Regions from separate parts of the Gossypium arboreum genome. Here region 1 is linked to region 2. The links are chromatin contacts, called in public Hi-C maps. All regions are on one chromosome and are shown on one strand. Each heading gives the region's core, a stretch centred on a gene start, on an enhancer-like site or on the middle of the called end of the contact. The rest is flanking DNA. Distances are from core to core; before and after follow the strand shown.

Evidence for each region. Hi-C and Micro-C count contacts between places; a contact is called where the count stands out from the background.
Region 1: a contact with region 2 is called in a Hi-C map of leaf, with 2.5 times the contacts expected there. The contact joins the promoter of LOC108480206 here to the promoter of LOC108483340 in region 2. A contact is called at or near these places in 2 of 5 Hi-C or Micro-C datasets (both in leaf).

The regions. Positions count from the first base shown.
Region 1 is chr1:6,241,502-6,248,121 of ASM2569848v2, forward strand. LOC108480206 (probable aquaporin PIP2-2) reads left to right here and starts at 3,180. Exons shown (of 4, transcript XM_053026731.1): 1 at 3,180-3,640; 2 at 3,719-4,014; 3 at 4,340-4,480; 4 at 4,585-4,901. The coding sequence starts at 3,217. The coding sequence ends at 4,698.
Region 2 is chr1:5,977,581-5,984,177 of ASM2569848v2, forward strand. LOC108483340 reads right to left here and starts at 1,381. Exons shown (of 20, transcript XM_053026703.1): 1 at 1,316-1,381; 2 at 897-937; 3 at 258-361; 4 at 1-79. The coding sequence starts at 1,328.

The sequences.
Region 1 (6,620 bases), core at 1,930-4,429, 270 kb after region 2:
GGGCTTTTTATATATATATATTCAAGTTAATGCTTCCAAGTTTTAATAATTAACTTATAATAATTGACCTTGATTAGAATATTGATGTACTTGTAACTTTAAAAGAAAAAGAAACAATTTATATGAACAAACTTAGGAATTCTACCAATTAAAATAAAAGAGTTAATTTTTCATTGTTAGAAAATTCTAAAAGAGCTTTCGATGAAAATATTAACTGGAAGTTAAAATATTTTTTGAACATTAATTTTGTTATAGATTCTTATTATATTTATTTTTTATATAATGTTTAAATCTACTCAGAGATTTTTAATTTTTAAATAGGAGGATAATGATCATTTTACATTGGTAATATTGTTAATGTTAATATAGTTACGATTCAATAAGTTAAAAATTAAAATATTATATTATTGAAATGTTATATATATTGTGTTATTGAAGCGTATTTGGTGTGGTAGCATAAAAAATAGAGAGTATAGTTTTTTAGTTCTTTTTGTATAGATGAATGAGAGGAGTTGTTTAATAAACTAATCTGAGAAAATTTTGTTTAAACATTATAGATTGCAATGTGATTAATTTAGCAAGTCTCCAACCTTTGTGGAGTGGGATAAGTGATCCTTCATTGGTAGGGTAAAGTATTAAGGATTAGATGATGATATCACTCTTACTAAAAGTCTTATTAGAAAAACATTTGCCTGAAATTTCCTCCTCACCGTCCACCCAATGGGGCACTATAAATCAAGAGAAGTTGATTTCATACTCATCGGACACGTGGTGTCTTTCTAGCCGTAACTTTCATTCAAGAAAGACTGATAGCTGTTCCAAATGGAATGGAATTATTGAGTTTGAATTATGAATTAGTAGAATTATATATTTATTAAGTCTTTTAAAAAAATTGAATTTGAGTTTTATGAATGAAAAATTTCATTCAAAGAATAACGATAGAAGTAGAAAAAAAATAGAGGAAAATTGGACTATAAATTTTGAGAGGTCAAAATATAATTTAATCATTATATTAATTTATAATTTTAGTCTTTCGAAAATAATTTCATTTTGAGGTTAAAACTTTCTTAAATTAATCTCTTATTATTTAAAAATTAAATTTCAAATTTAGTTAAGATTTAATATGATTATCAAACACTAAAGAGTATCAAAGTCGTGTAATTTTTATAAATGTAGAAATTATATAGAAATGGAACTCAAACATGAAATTAATGTCATTAGTACATAAATTTTTTTATCACGCGACTAATGATTGAATTAATAAACAGACGAAGTTATCATATAATTATTTATATGCTACGATGATGGAGTTATGAGGGTAACGTTTCGAGATTTTTATATGTAAAATTGAGTTGGAATGGTGGGTCCATTTTTACATTAATGTCAACATTTTGCAAAACATTATACAAATATTATTTGTCAGCATTATTGTTAGTCTAAATGGTCGGTCTCCTTTAATTTTTTAGAAAATTTTATACAAAATTTATACTTCTCCTAAAAGAATTAATTTTCCAATCAACAAAGTTTACATAATAATAAAATGTTAACCATATAAATTTGTTCAATATCTGAAAATAATTTTAACTTAAAATAATTTAAATCTCAATTAATTTAAATTGAGATGCATATCAATTTAGAATGATTTGAAAATTTAAAATTTGATTTATTCCAATCTAAAATATCCAATTTGAAACTATTTTGATGGAGAAATTCGATGGTGAGACATCCTAGATGTTTATCATTTAGGATGTTTAATTTTATTTAAGCAACTAAATTTGTTTGACTGCCAAGAAAATGATTAAGGATCCCTCTGGATACCATTTCACCCATGATGAGATAGAATTAGGGTATACGCCTTATAAACGGTGAAGCAACTTTCTCTTTACACTTGTGGTGAAGTGTAGTGGGTTAGTTGAATTGCACCATAGCCCTCAATTTTAGCTGGTGCTTTACGCTTTAATAGGAGTAAATTTACTTTGGTGGAGAATTGTTTTACAAAAATATTCTTTTTGAGTTATTTTAATTAAAGTTTATTATTGTCTTTAATAGGTAATTTCTATTCCCACTTCACAGTTATAATTGAGTTTAAATCCAAATACAAATTTACTCTTATTTTTAATTTCACTGCTACAAACTTTTAACTAATCACTATATTAATTAAACTCACTCTGACCTTTCTTTTAAACTCATTAGAAATAAATAGATTGGTGATTCAAATTAACCCTAAATCAACGAGGGAAAAAAATAAAAAAAAAATAAAAGAAAAGAAGAAAATTGAAATAGGTGGTTGAAAATCAAAACCATGCACATGTCAATGATTAAACAATAACAACAAAACATGAACCACATATTCATATTTTCTTGCAAAAATTAAATTTGGCTTTTAGGTATATATTCAGAGTCATAAGTTTATCACCAGCCCACCATACGACAGCAGTTTTGCTTTATTTAAATAATAATTCATTTAATAATTAAGGAATCTGACCTTTTATTTATTTATTTATACTAAAAGATAATGTTGTTTTTTTTATTTTTTAATATTATTGAATTTACTTTATTTATTTAGGGTTTTGCTTTTTAGTAGTTGTATGTTTAATTTGTATTTTCTCATCAAACAAGTTTGGTGGATTATAGAAGAGCATCATCCATTAAATGTAAAAGGGATTAATTGTGATTCTAGTCTATCTAAAATTCTAAAATTTGATATTTAATCTATAATAATATTAGCATGTTTAAATTGACACACTTTGACTAGCTATTGTTAAAACGATCATGTGAAATTTTTTTAAAAACACCCTAAGTGTTTAATTGAACATGGTTAACTGAATTTTGAGATGGCTTTGATTGTGTAATAGAATAAGAAATTTTTAAAAAAAATTCATACCATCACTATAATTATAACAACAAACTGTGTTATCAAGTTTGAATTGTTAATAACATTTATAAAAGTAAAGGACCAAAGTAATGAGATTAAATTTTAAATTTCAATTTAATAAAGGGATTAAAATGAGAATTAGCCCTAAATGCAAGTAAGACAGTTGAAAACTTTAAAAAAATTATAGTGAAATTAGAAAAAGAAAAACAAATGTATAGTTAAGGGTGGGACCATGCAAATGAAGATAATCTAAAGTTGGACGGCTTAGAATAAATGTTAAAAATAATCACATCATAATCAATCACCTTAATCACTATCATCATCATGATGTCGCCTCCTCTATGTTTGCCCCTTATATACACTCCCTCTCCCTCTCCCTCTCCCTCTCACCACTCTTCACCCATAGCTTAAACGAACATTTTCACAGCTTAAAACACAATATGACTAAAGATATTGAGACCACGGCGGAGCAAGGCGGCGGAGCGGAGTTCTCAGCGAAGGACTACCATGACCCACCACCGGCACCGTTGATTGACATGGAAGAACTCACCAAATGGTCGCTTTATAGGGCGGCGATCGCTGAGTTCATTGCCACCCTTCTTTTCTTGTATGTCACGGTGTTGACTGTGATCGGGTATAAAGTCCAAACCGACCCGGTAAAGAATACTAATGACCCGGATTGTGGTGGTGTTGGTATACTTGGTATTGCTTGGGCTTTTGGTGGCATGATCTTTATCCTTGTTTACTGCACTGCTGGTATCTCTGGTGAGTGTATAATTAAATGCAAACTTTTAGTATAACCTTGGGTGAGGAAAACACTGTTGAAACGTGTGAACCCAACAGGAGGACACATCAACCCGGCGGTGACGTTTGGACTGTTCGTGGGGCGGAAGGTGTCACTGATCCGAGCCCTGTTGTACATGGTGGCTCAGTGCTTGGGTGCAATCTGTGGGTGTGGGTTGGTGAAGGCTTTCCAAAAGACTTACTACAATAGCTATGGAGGTGGTGCCAACGAGCTCCAAGATGGGTTCAACAAGGGCACCGGCTTGGGTGCTGAGATCATTGGCACCTTCGTTCTTGTCTACACTGTCTTCTCAGCCACTGATCCCAAGAGGAGTGCAAGGGATTCCCATGTTCCTGTATGTTCCCTTCTCTCTTCTATAAATGAATCAATATTTATATTTGAGTCAAATTAAGAAATTGAAAGAAAATTAGGGGATCAATTAGGATACTACTTTTGTAGATTGTCCATATGTAGATTTTGTTATACACAATCAATTTTTCACTAATTTCCTTAGTAGGAACTTTCATGGTTAGGCATATAGGAGGGTTGCCAACTTGCCATATAAGTCCCTCTTATTATTAATTTTTTTCTCAATTTTGAAATTATAAACATTATGAGTAATTATTTTCTTTGTATGCAAAAAAAAAATATATATATATATATATATATATATATTTAAGGTCTTGGCACCACTTCCCATTGGATTTGCCGTGTTCATGGTTCACCTTGCCACAATCCCTATCACTGGCACTGGCATCAACCCAGCAAGGAGCTTTGGAGCTGCTGTGATTTACAACCAAGAAAAAGCTTGGGATGATCAAGTAAATTTCCTTTTCTTTTTTTTTTTATACTTTTACTAAAAATATAAAATTTACATTTCCATTGAAAAAAAATTTTAAATGAAATTCATGTGGTGTTATTTCAGTGGATATTCTGGGTTGGACCCTTCATTGGTGCTTTCGTTGCAGCCTTTTACCACCAATACATCCTAAGAGCAGCAGCAATTAAAGCCCTTGGATCTTTCAGGAGCAATGCTTAAAAACATTTCACCTTTATTACAATAAGAAAACAATGATGTAATAACAAATGAGGAATGAGTGCAAGTTTATGTCTTGTGGGAGGGGTTCCCTTTTGCAGTTTATTTTCTATACCATTGACAAGGGGGGCCATTGAAATGTAAATAATAAAAGAAAACAAGAATTATCGATAAGGGTGTCTTTTCAATCCCTGTTTGTTTCTAAATTTTTGTTGCTTTTTAAATGTATTTTTATATAAGTGTTGTCATCTTTTTATCATCTCCATTTCTTTTAATCTTGTTGTATTTTGTAAGTATAATACTATTGTTTTGAGTCTTAATCACTTTCTTTAAATTATTTTTTATCTTATCTATTTATTTTGTATTGACTTGCAACTCGCAACTCAAGTTAAGCATGCTTTCAAGATTTTCATCCTGAAAAAAATTAAATCCAAATGTAAATCTAATAAAATTTTTGGTGTGGCATTAAGCTATTGAAAATAGATTCTTAATAAGATATTAGTTTATCCAACTGCTTCTTTTCAAACTGAAATTACTTAATCTTCCTAAACTTTTGATTAATTATGACTTACAATGTGGTCAAATTACAGTTCTAGTCCATTTACCGTTAATGTTATTAAACTTGTCATGCTGACATTGATTTTGTGTATGTGTGAAAGGGTATTTTTTAAAAAATATTCATATCAACATTTTAATTGAATAATTAACAATTCAAACTAATTAATAACATTATAAAAATATATATTCTAAATTTAAAAAAAAAACTATATTCTAAATTTGAAACCAAAACTTGAAGCACCAATAAATTTATTTAACAGTTTGCCATTATTTCTATAGGTATCTAAAGTTAATTCGTAATTATCGTATTTTATTTGAAATAAGATAAAATTGATAGTTCAAGTATCACTTTTGAAACAAAAAAAAACTTTAAATATATAAATGGAAAAACGGTATAATTTAAAGGCCAATTTTTAATTAAACCTTAATATAGGATTAATACAATCTTTTTGAGGTTGGTGCTGTACCATTACACCAAGCATTTGATGGTTATAGATATTTACTTTCAATGATACTTTTATTAAGAATATGCTTTTATTTATTCTCTCAACACTGGTGGTTATTAATCAAAGAGATAAAATATTAAAATTTTGCTAAATTGATTAAGCTAAGACTAATACTAGTACAATTAGTACTTGAGGATGACATGTTTAAAGAGATTAGATGAGTGAAATAAGATGATGTATTTGATTCTGTATTGATGTTAACTAATAAATTATTATATAATTTGTTGCTAAGAAGCAAAATTTGTTATAAAATAAAAAATAAATGTGTTAGGTCATATAAAATTTAGAGTTATTATACATTATCTTTGTCCTTATTTTATGGCCCTTTAGTCAATTTCTAGGGCAAACTAGGTGGGTGTTAAGCTCTTTGATTATGAACAATTTGGCTTTAAATTACAAAAAATTAGATGAGATTTTGCTGTTTTGAAAGCTGCATATGAAAGTGAAATTAATATTATTTGATGTAACTATTATTGGAGTTATGAAATAACCAAAACTTAAGGGTTTTTATTAATTCTATTTCTATAAAAATTATTGGAATTTTTGTTGGTAGATAAAAGAATAAAGCTTTAAGATAAGATTATAGTAGAATTAATCGCCATCAAACAATGGGTATGTAGCGCACTGGTTGTCATAATCTAATAAATCCCTCAGACTTTCCGGTGGTTCTTCATGAATAATCAAGTGCTCCATTTTGCCTTGGACTTCTTTTGTAATGCAATCTGCCATCCTATTACTCTTTCTTAGTTCACTTCTCAATCCTTAAGAAACCGGCCTTGAATGAGTCTAACTTCACTGTAGATATTATTTACTGCTAGCCCATTTTGAATAATGGTTACCAACCCAAAATTATCACTCTCG
Region 2 (6,597 bases), core at 131-2,630:
CCGTTTGCTATCAGCATCCTCTGGAGGCTCTTCAACAACATATCGTAGTAACTGCTCAACCTGGGCTCTATCTCGTAGACTGCACATAAAAAGTCGAGTACATGAAGAACTAGCTCTCTACTAGATTATACAAACACTTGAAAATTTAAGTCATAGCATCCAACCAATTGCAATATACTAAAAAAACTAATTAGAAAGAAAAAAATTAATAATAGCAAAAAACTGGAAAAGCGCAATGTGATAGTGGAAAAATTTACAAATTGATGAGTCGACTATTTAAAGCTTTACACTCTTGGATTATTTCTTCCTCATCCAGAAGCTCTTCCAAAGTAAAGTTCTCCTTGTCTAATATCGACTCCACCTATCAAAGAAAATCGCAGTCAACAAAACTAATCATAATTATAGTAAACAAAAAATTAAAATGAGTCACTCAACAATATTCATAAGAAAATGAGTGGAAATGGAGAATGAACATCAATTAGAAAGCAAATCCAGCAAACTATAATTAGCTTAATATATTTTCACCAATTTGATTCAATAGCAGTTATATTTCATCTTCAAATAAAAGGAACTACAGCCATTACCACATAAACTAGCTTAAAGATTTCTAAAAAACCAAAAAAAAAGATAATCATCGAATCGAGCAATGAAAATTTCCAAACAAGCGGACAAATCTAAGTCAGTGAAGCTACTCTGCTACGGCATCAATGAATCCAAAAGTAAATTAATTATAAAAAGAAGTAAATTTCAACATAACTAAGTTAAAAGAAAAGCACTGATTCAAACCTACAAAGAAAAAAAAATCTAACCAAAAGTTAACAAGTTAATTACAACTAATAAAACTTACTCTAATAAAAGATCTTAAATAATTAACTAATTAAAATAAAATTACTCACCGGACAAGAGGCGGATAGAGATGGGAGCTTCCAAAACATGGCTAAGAACAGAAAAATAGTAGGCAGAGTATCAGATTAGATCTGTAAACCCTAAAAATTACCAGTGAATCTAGGAAATATCGAAAAATAAGGGAAAAAAAGGGGAGATTCAAGAGTAAAGAGAAAAATAATAATAATATTAAAATTAAAAAAACAATTTTTTTTTTGCTGTTATATTATAGTGGTAGCTAAGGAAGGAAGAGAAAAATAAGCTAAAAAAACGTTTTGCAAGTGAAAAGAAAATAAAAAAAGTACAAAAAAGAAGTACTTCGATTCTCAGAAAACTACTTTTAGTTTTATGTCTATGGTTATGGCCAAGAAGAAGGGGAAGGGTTCAAATCATCATGGATGGATGTACACTCACATGCATACATACATACATATATAGTGCATCTGTCCACCAGATGGGATAGCTCATTTGGTTCTTTTTAATTCGAATTTAAATTAAAAGTTTTAAAATATTATTAGATTAAAATATACACTCTCTTTTTAGGGCTTATTTTGCGATGTTAACAAAAAAAATACTTTTTGTTTCAAAAGTATTTTAGAAAAAATTATGCTAAACAAGCGGATAAGAGATGAAATTTTAAGCTTTTTAAAAATGTTTTTTAAGAGCACTCCTCTAATAAGATAATATTTTTTTCTTGATGTTTAATTACAAATGTATTAAAATTATTAATTAAAAATTAAAAATATTTTTTAAATATTAATTATAAATATTTAATAGTTATATTTAAATATTTAAAATGTAGTTTATATATTCTAATTAATTTTTATAAATAATTAATATTTATTGCTTAAAAATATTTGAAATTTATATTTCATATATTAAAATATTAACAACAAATTATAATAATTTCTTTTATATTTTTACTAAAATATAATAATATTAATTAATTTAAATATTATTTAAATGTATATTTGTTACTTGATAATAACATGTTCAAAATTAACATTTTATTTCTCAAAAACACTTTTGACAAGAATGCTAAACACTCAAACTAGCCCTTAGTGGTTGTAGTTTTATAAATTTTAACATTTAATCCATGTATTTAAAAAATTAAAAATTAAGTCATTTATATTTTAGTCCAATCATTAACATTTCAAGGATTTGTTTGAATATCATTGAGTAATTGATTAAAACGGGTAATTACAAGATAATTGTAATTCTCTAGACATGTTCTGTTGATAGAGTATAATTACATTGTAATTTCATATTAAAATATTAATTACTTTAAAAATAATTTCTAAAAAAGTAACAAAAATTAAAATCAAATCATTATATGTATTATATTAGTCTAAAAATTAGTTGACTATCGATTACTAATAAAAATAATAAGAAAAATAAAAATCATATGCAACTTTACTTGATTATTATAGTGCGTTCTTGTTGAGTTATTCCCTTTTTAATATTTAACATATGTCCATTATCATTATCTGCTGGTTCTTGATCGAATTCGTCTGAATTTGAATCTGCATCGTTAAAATTATCTATATCTCATTCTTCCATGTACTCTTAGAAGTAAGAATTATTTCAATTCCACTTATGAATGAAGTTGTGAAATATGAAACATGTTAATGCGATCCAATTTTAATTTTTTATGCTATACTAAGGTGAAATTCTTAATATGGATTTTTTTAAAACAACAAATATCTTCTCAATAACATTTCAAAGCGTTGAATGCCGCAAAATTAAAGAGTTTGCAAGATGTCTATGATGCTTGTGTTTGGCACCATTTTCTTAAATTATATCATATCCCACAATATGGTGCAAAAAATATTTTATATTTACATAATTAGCATTGACCTGATAATATTTGGGTTCACAGTTCAAATAGTTCGTAGCTAAAACTTATATAAACTTAATTTGAATAAAACTTATGCTAGGTTATATCATTTTTATAATACGTAAATTACATAAAAATAATATAAAATTTATAATATACAAGGTTTATAAAAATTATAAATTGTCCAATAACTTTCATAACACTTCTTGTAGATAATATAGTTGTTTCCATAACTTTATAAAAAAATTATAAACAAGTTATGATTAAAAATATATATATAACATTTTATAAACAAGTATACTATTTTTATAATATATGGCATAGATACATAAATAAGTTATGTTCATACTTCTTGCAGGAACAAATTTAGGGAGTGGGCAGAGGCCCAATCCTCTTAAAATGAAAAATTTCTCATTTAGCCAATTTAAAATTTTAAATTAATAAAGGTAAAACTGCACTTTGCCCCTTAAAATGCTAAAATTTTGATTTAATCATTTAAAAATTACATTTTTTTATCATAAAAAATTACAATTTAATTTTGGCCCCCTAAGAGGTTTGCTGGCTTCACCCCTGACTTCTTGGTCTTAATTTTTTTTATAAATAAACATATTATAACACTTTTATAACACGTAAATTATTTTTTATAGTAAACTTTAAAAGTTTTAGGGTTTAAATAATATAAATTTTGTTATAATTTTATAAATCACACAAATTATATTTATAACATATTTTTTAGAATTTATAATATAATAATTTTTGTTATAATTATCTCAAACACTCATATGTGTTCATGTTTATAATATTAATTTTTATAAATTGTATAAAATAACTTTTTAAAATTGGATTTGGTGTAATTACCTATGTAATTATTCTAATTCTCACATTCACCTTAAGAATTGGAAGGTGTAATTCAGGTCTCCCAATTACATCCTATTCAATGAGACCCACCAATTACAATGGTTACCCAGATATGCTATTATTATGTAATTACAAGTGATTGTACTCAAATCAAATTATTAGATAGTTTTCCAAAACTAGCTAATCATTTTTCGTAAAAAGTTTGTCAAATTGACATGTTGTTTAGGCTATCATTATGTGATGTGGCATTTTATTAATGAAAAATAAACATGTTAAATTGAATTTTTTTAATCGAAACTACTGACGACAGTAATGTTGAAATGAGATTTTTAAATTGAAAAAGTAGGAGGATTGAATTTTTTACTTCTAAAGTACAAAGATTAAATCTTAAATTCTATAGAAGTACAGAGACTAGCATCATATTTTAACCATATTATTATTTGATAAAAGTATTTGAGAAGTCCCTCTATTATAGAAACCGGATCATATTAGTATTTGTAATATTAAATGGGTCAATTTAACCCATGTAATATTAGAATGAATCACATAACGCCATTTAGAACAAAATTAACATTTAAAAAAAGAGATGAATTTTTATTCATTTATAGTACAACTCTAAATTAAATATTTCATCTGTAGAATCATGAAAAGCTTTGAAATATAATTCTATTAAATTATAAATGGCAATTTTAAACAATAAATATTAACTCTGTTGAAATTTGCTTTATTTGATTCTTTTAATAGTACAAGATCTAAATATAGTTTATATATTCAAATTAAACTTTACAAATAATTTGTATTAATTATTATAAATATTTCATATTAAAGTATTAATAATGAGTATAATTTTTTTACATTTTATTGAATTATTATAATATTAAAAAATTAAATATTATTTATATATATATTAATTTACAGTATTATGTCTAAAATGAATATTTTATCTCTTGAGAAGTATTGTTTTGAAAATAATCCTAAATATAAATTTTGAGCCAAACGGTTTGAAAACCCTTTTAAAGTTATGCGAAATTAACTTTATATTTGAACTAAATTCTACAATCCTCAATTTATCGATTTTTTATAAAAAATATATATAGTACTTTTAAGATACTTTCAGTAATTTAAGTATAGATATATATTTATATTATAATTTTAATTATTTATAAATCAAATAAAATTTGGGTTACAACAGTCTACATTTTTTTCGAAAATAAAATTATGAATCTAAAATCTAATTTTAAAATTTAAGTAATAATTAAACCAAAATTGAAATTGTTTTCTCAGTATGGTTTAAAGTTATCCTAAATATCACTTCGGTCAAATAAGATTGGATTCAAATAGTAAAACGGATAGCAACACTTCTAGTAATAAAGAAAAGGATAATTTATAATCAAAGTTATTAAATAACTAGTAAATCTATATTTTAGTTATTCAACTTTAAAAATTATAAAATAGTTATTAAAATATTTAAAAAATTCATTTAAATCAACGAATAATCTTCAATTTCATCTCTGCCTAACAATATTAGATTCAAATTGTAAAATAGATAATAACACTTTTAATTATAAAGAAAAGGATAAACTATACTCAAAGATACTAAATTTACGTTTTAGTCACTTAACTTCAAAAAATTACAAAAATGGTCACTAAAATATTTAAAAGTTTTCATTTAAGTCAGTGAATTATTCATAAGTTTTTATTTAAGTCATTGAGATATTAACTTAAAAAAAAGTTCAGCTAGCAAGTTCTAAGCGACAATTCGACGATTAGTACAATGGATTGGTATCCATCAAGGAGTAGAAAAACATACCTAGATCCAAATCGATTTAACCATTAGTTTCGAAGATTGGAGAAGAAAGCTATTTGAATTTTGGATCGCAAATTCATGACATTCAAAGTTGTTTTACGAAAAAAGCCATAAAACAACGATTTTAACAGCCTAGTGATTTAAATAAAAACTTTTAAATAATTTAATAACAATTTTGTAACCTTTTGAATAATAGTGGCCAAAACGTAAAACTACTAATAGTTTAGTGATATTGAATGCAGTTTACCCTAAAAATTGTGGGTCCTACGAAAATAATGTAAAGTAAAAGGTCTCATTCACTGAACTATGTGTTTCAAGTTGACGTATTGTTGCTGCAACCACACGAAGCGTCTCCTTTTTTTGAATTCGTCAAAAAAAGTTTGCCGTCGGATGAAGCTAAAAGTGGTCAACGCATTTCACGTGGACTCTGATCCGCCAATGATGTTCCTAGTTCTGTCAAAGTCACGTGATTTTAGCGTAGCTCGCTCGGCAAATAGGTTTTCTCATGGACGGTCATATATGAATCTATTCTTTTTCAGGCTGATGTAGGGATGCAAAAAAACCCGAAACTCACGGGTTTCGAGCCGATCCGATCATATCTGACAGGGTCAGGTTCTTTTTCTTGAAATTGGATTTTGGGTGGATCACAACACATTAGTTTTACAAAATGGTCGGGTCGAGTGGAGGTCAAGTATAGCATAAAAATCGTTTCATCCATTTAAGTATATTTACGATAATTAGGTTAAAAATTCTTAAATTTTATTACTACTAACACCATTTTACCATTTTTAAGGTGTGTTTGTTGAGTTTAGACTTATTCATCGCTTAGGTCTTAAGATTTATTTGAAATTTGGGAGAGTTTAGGTAAAAATATTAGGCTTGGAAAATGGGTTTGAACAAAAAAAAGTAGGCCTATTTAAAACATGAAGTGAGCTCACACTTAAACATTTAAGACCTGAACTTGACCCGTTTTTAAGTTTATAATATTTTATATTATATTATTTTTATATATTATGTAATTTATAACACATTAAAAAAATAAAATTATACTAAATATATAATACTTTTCTAATGTAAACATTAAAATAATGTTAAAATGACTATATAAAAATTTTCAATAAATTAAAAATATTAAAAATTTTGAAAATAAAATTAGCGAGCTTGGGCAAAATTTTAAGCTTATATTTTGGATTAGTCCGAACTTGGGCAA